Regions from separate parts of the Mus musculus genome. Here region 1 is linked to region 2. A link is a contact called in public HiCAR-type data. All regions are on one chromosome and are shown on one strand. Each heading gives the region's core, a stretch centred on a gene start, on an enhancer-like site or on the middle of the called end of the contact. The rest is flanking DNA. Distances are from core to core; before and after follow the strand shown. Region 1 has its middle 20 kb from the start of Slc5a3. Region 2 overlaps Gm36797 (a long non-coding RNA gene).

Region 1 (2,700 bases), core at 33-2,532, 100 kb before region 2:
CCATTGGTCTCTCTTTCACCCCACAAGGTGAAATGAAGGGCCTTTTGCGTCTGAGTGTGGCTCCCTCGAACCATAATTGTAGTTCCAGGACAACCGAATGCTAGCCAGGCAGTTTGGGGCACTGCGGCTCATCCCTTCCTCCTGACCCCAGGGCAAACTCAGCACCCTCCCTATATTGTTTTGTCTCACCCTTCATGGCTACCCAAGTTCATAGCCTATCTTCTCCTAAGCCACACTTCCTTCCTGAGTTCCAGTATACTCTAACTGCCCATATAGATACTCCTATCTGGGGCTGGAGAGATGGCTCAGCAGGTAAGAGCAGTGATTACTCTTCCGAAGGTCCTGAGTTCAAATCCCAGCACAACCTCCCGTTATGAGATCTGACTCCTTCTGGTGTGTCTGAAGACAGCAAGCAACAATGTACTTATTTATAATAAATAAATAAATAAAGATACTCCTATCTGAGTGTTCCTAAGCAGCCCAGACTGTGCAGTCCCGGGAGCAGGGAGCATAGTGTCTTCCCCCTCTATACTAGTCACACTTCTTCTAGCCCACGAGTGACACTACTCGGCACCCAGCTCTCATACTAGACATACATAAAAATGTCTAGTATGAGAACTTTGAGCACCAAGTAGCTCTTCTGCCCTTCCTTTCCTCTCAGCTACCTCGCTAGGGGGATTGGGGGCAGAGGAGGGGGCGGGTATGATCCGGTATGTTTTGCTGTTTAAAAGTCCCTAGAGCAGCGGTTCTCAGCCTTCCTAATGCCGCAACCCTTTAACATAGTTCTGCCTACTGTGGTGATCCCCACCCCCACCCCCAACCATGAGATTATTTTCGTTGCTACTTCACAACTGGAATTTTGCTACTGTTATGAATCCTAATCTAAATCTCAGTGTTTTTCCGATGGTCTTGGGTAACCGTTGAAAAGGTTGACTCACAAGGGGTCGCGACCCCCAGGTTGAGAACTGTTGCCTTAGAACAAGCGTTGCTAGAGTGTCACGGTCCAAATCCAGGTAGGCATTCAAGCATGCAGCAGCTGTTTACAGTGAGGATGGAGCCAATACGGGAACTGGTCAATGATACTTGAGGTCATATGGCTACCCACTCAGTCACGCTCTCGTGTCCCACTCTGTTGCCCGTTGTGGTTGCTTCCTCCGGCTTGTGTATACTTCTACGGCTGCTGTTTGTTCTCAGCTCCGCAGCTTTGTCACCAGCTCCTAACAACCTTCTGAATTTCCCCGCTCCTCCTCTGTGGCACAGCCACCTGCATTTACTTCTGCAATTGTATTTACCACACAGCGTGGTGACACTCTTTGCAAGTGTGTGTTCCCTTCCGGACCCCTATCCGTGCTTTACACAGAAGGCTTTAGAAGATTCTTCTTTCTCTGACTGTGTTAGGCCAACATCACGTCTTCCACTGACATTTCTATAAATACTTCCAGAAGGTGCCCTGCTGGCTTGCTCAGGCTATGGTTAAAGTTGTAAACAGAGGTCTCTACCAGTTTTCAAACCATCTATTTTCCTCCACTCCACTTTCTTTTATGGCTTCCTCCCCGAACTGTGTTCTCTGGGATTAAAGACAGACAGACATGTGCTAAGATGAAGATAAATAAATACTCAAGTAAAAAAGAGTCAACACTCAGATGTTGATAAATGGTGTAGTAGATCTAAACTCAATACTACTGAAATGTCATATGTAAGAATGTAAGAAAAAGGCTCATTATTAACTTATTTTATTTCTAATTAAAATATAATTACAAAACTGTCCCCTTCCAGTCCCTCTTATGCCCTCTTCCTCTCAAGTTCATGGCCTCTTTTTAATTATTTTACACACACACACATCCATTATTTGTATGTATATGCTGACCACTGGTAGATAACCAATTAAGGGCTAGTTAACTGTAGCTCATCCAGGGATGGGGCCCTGTGAGAGTCCCCTACCACACTGGCATATAACCCAAAAAGCAGTTTCTTTTAGCAGTGGAAAGGGACTGGTACTTCTATATCATTGTATGGTGCCCAGCCCTGACTGGTACATCCACAGCATAACCATATATACCTCAGGCTCAGGGAGAGGGGGCAGGAAGACTAAAACAAGCCAGAGGACCAGGGAGTGTACTGTGAGATTGTGTCTTCTAGATATGACCAGGAAGCTATACCCAGGAAATCCCAACAATAACAATATGGCTGCTAACAAGTCCTATACAATGGCAACAGCAGTTAACACGACGAAAGGCTTTTAAATAAAATAATGAACGAGTGTGCTGGGAGTAGCTCTCAGGGCACACCTAAATGCTCACAGGTGAAACCCTCCTTAAAAATGTCACCTTTCACCTCAGCCAATTCCACTGTGGTCCCTGTCGTAAAAATAAGGGTGTGGATTTAATGTGGTGAAGTGGAACTGTGAGGTCAAAATCCACTTAAAAATAAGCACAATGGAACGGAAATGTGCGTGAAGATTGCTTCTCACTGGGACGTGACGGCTCCCAGTGCTTTATCACAAGTGACAGGCAAATGTCTGGAAGTCACAGACAATGTGTAGTAAGTTACAAGGCAGGCAACCCCAGGAGTCCTGTGTATCCCATGGGGCACATTCGAGTGTGACCGGCAGGCAAGCCCAGAAGGAGAGCAAGGGAGAGGCTAGTACACAAAGACTTGAAGAAAATGGCTAAAATCATGGGGAACTTTCCAAACATTCTA
Region 2 (2,700 bases), core at 1-2,500:
AGTGCACACCTTCAATCCCAGCACCCCAAAGGCAGAGGCAGGCAGATCTCTGTGAATCTGAGGTCAGCCTGGTCTACAGAGTGAGTTCCGGGACAGCCAGGGCCACACATGGAAACCCTGTCTCCAAAACACTGTTTGTTTAGTTGTTTGTCTGTTTGTTTATTGTGTGAGTCAGTTCTCCTTCCACTATATGGAACCCAGGGATTGAACTCAGGTCATCAGGCTGGGCGGCAAGCGCCTGTGTCCACTGAGCCCTCATACTGTTCTTTGACCCATGCTTATTTACCAAGCCGTTCCGGCTGCAGGTTGGTTCAGAGCGTCACTCGGTAAGTTTCTGCAGAGGACACGTGCTTCTGACCCACGCCAGGCCTCCCCACAGTCAGGCCCCTTCCCAAGTGGAACTGGTGTTGACAGGAACTGTGCCCTGCTTTCAGAGGGTCTCACGGCCATCTCTTCCAAGTTCCGAGCCACAGCCCAGTGGAAAGAAGAAATAGCACGTTAATATTGCGTTTAAAATGGCCCCTGTTGGGTTTGTGTTCATCTCCCCTCTACAGGAAAAACAACAAATAGGAAACCCCTGTGTGCAAAGTGAGAGTAACAGGCCCCTCCCCGGGTCTTCCAGGCTGTGACGTGCTACCTCCTGTTATATTTCCGTTCTCCACAGAAGGAACCTGAGACACAGACATTGTTTAAGACACAGAAGTGGTGAAGCAAAGCCTAGGTCACATCACCAAACACAACCAATCATGACCAGACCCTCGAGCAGGTCTCCTCAGCTCTCTCAGTCTATTAGAAGAGCACCGCGCAAGCAAGCTTGCTACCCTGGCTTTCCTCTCAAGATCAATGTTGTGATTCAAACCAGGGGCCAAAGAAGGTTAGGCTCCGTGTCTTTTCTTTGCTTCTTCTGTCGCTACCAGCTTCCAGAATAAGATTCCCCCAAAGGTATAGTGCTCTCCCTCCTGACCTAACCCCACCCCACTGCCCAACCCAACAAAGGGCTATGACTTCTAAGTCAGAAACATGCCAGTGAAGCAAGACCTGGGTTGCTATGGGAGGTCTAAGAGTCAAGGACCAGCTAAGATAGTTTCTAGGGGGTTCTACAACAGGCTTCAGCTCTGATGGTGGAGGTTGTGACTGGAGCTATCAGGATTGTTTGTTTCACAATCATATGATTCTCACTGGCTAACGTGAGCCAGACACTGCATTTTGGACCCAGAAAGCTCTAGAAAGACTCTGTTTGCAACATAAGGTGATGGCGCCCTCTAGTGTCCGCAGCATTTTGCAGAAACCTACCAGGCTCCTTTGTGGTGACCTTGAACATTGAGCAGGTGGCAGCTTCAAGGTGGGCACTACCTCACATCACGCCCAGAGGTGAAGAAAACAAGCCTGAACCACAGGGGTGGTGAAACTCAAGACCCTCTATGGGCCACTCTGCAGATCCGAGAGATCGAGTTTCAGGGGGAAAAAAAACCACTAAACTTTTCTCATTAAAAAAATGAATGAATTAATTAAAAATTATGTGTATGCTGCTGAGGTGGGGTGTTGCATGTATTCCAGATGCAGAGGTAGAGGCAGGTAGATCTCTATGAGTTCTGACGTCAGCGTGGTCTGGGTTGAGAGTTCCAGCCCAAACAGGGCTACACAGTTTAAAAAAATAATAATAATAAAAAAAATCAGGCTGGGGTGGTGGCTCACACCCCCGTGAGCATTCAGAATGCAGATCTATTTGAGTTCGAGGAACCCTGTCTTGAATAATAAAAACAACAAACAAAAAACCACCCCCTTGTGTATGCAAGTATGCCTACATGTGGGTATGTCCATGTGAGCACACAAGGGCCAAAAGAGTCCAGAAGAGGGCGTCAGATTCCCCCGGAGCTGGAGTTACAACTCCAGCTTGGTAATGGAGACCTGGGTTCTGGGGACTGAACGGGGTGGGGGTGGGGATGCCCTCTGCAAGGGCAGCACAAGGTTTTAACTGCTGGGCCGAGTGTCCGCTCTCACCACCAATTCTTATTAAATGATTTACTGCCTCTTTCCTGTGAGCACACGTTCCAGATCTTAAGGTTAAAGAGTTTAAATTCATGCGGTGGTAATGCCTTCTCTCTCTTGTTCATTGCCCGCTCAGTTTCCAACACACAATCTCTGCGAACCGCAAGACTTGTGCAAAAGCCCCAGAGGTCATTTGCTCTTTCTGGGGCTTTAAAGAGAAAGAGAGATCTTGTGTGAAAGAACTGCTCTAATGCAGGCTGCCACCCTGCAAAACACAGGGAGTGTGGTAAGAGGCTTGTGCACAGTTCTTAAACAAAACAAAGAAAACACCAGAAAGGACTGTACTCCGACAAAACTCCATAGATAACGTAAACACTCCCGAGACCTCTCCGTGCAGGAAGAGGATTTATGTATGAGTGCTCTATCTGCATGTACACCTGCGTGCCAGCAGAGGGCGTCAGATCCCAGTATAGATGGTTGTGAGCCACCCTGTGGTTGCTGGGAGTTAAACTCAGAACCTCGGAAGAGCAGCCAGTGCTCTTAACCACTGAGCCATCTCTCCAGCCCAGTTCGTACATGTTTAATGTGTGTACTTAGATCTTTTCTGTGTGTCATGAGATAATTTTTGTAAGTCTGATTTACTTATTTAGGGTTGTTTGGTTGTTTGTTTGGCTGGCCCTTTGTAGCCCGACTGGACTAGAACCTGCCAAG

Evidence for each region. HiCAR-type assays count read pairs that join an accessible place to other places.
Region 1: a contact with region 2 is called in a HiCAR-type map of kidney, with 4 times the contacts expected there. The contact joins two enhancer-like sites. A contact is called at or near these places in 1 of 39 promoter capture datasets (the C10 cell line), 13 of 484 Hi-C or Micro-C datasets (the G1E-ER4 cell line, Th2 cells, bone marrow-derived macrophages and 6 more), 5 of 115 datasets of contacts at active chromatin or transcription factors (bone marrow-derived macrophages, double positive thymocytes, embryonic stem cells and 1 more) and 2 of 9 other capture datasets (embryonic stem cells and liver).

What each region holds. Positions count from the first base shown.
Region 1 is chr16:92,036,638-92,039,337 of GRCm38.p6, reverse strand. No RefSeq gene overlaps it. Among named protein-coding and RNA genes, the nearest start is that of Slc5a3, 20 kb to the left of the region's middle. Within about 2 kb of position 1,282, at least 86 of the 459 cell types and tissues checked have an H3K27ac peak or open chromatin away from gene starts, as enhancers often do. A contact at or near this core is called in bone marrow-derived macrophages and kidney, where this site is marked.
Region 2 is chr16:91,935,086-91,937,785 of GRCm38.p6, reverse strand. It overlaps Gm36797 (a long non-coding RNA gene), which reads left to right. Exons shown (of 3, transcript XR_385049.2): 3 at 555-1,445. Among named protein-coding and RNA genes, the nearest start is that of Gm36797, 4.4 kb to the left of the region's middle. Within about 2 kb of position 1,250, at least 48 of the 459 cell types and tissues checked have an H3K27ac peak or open chromatin away from gene starts, as enhancers often do. A contact at or near this core is called in bone marrow-derived macrophages and kidney, where this site is marked.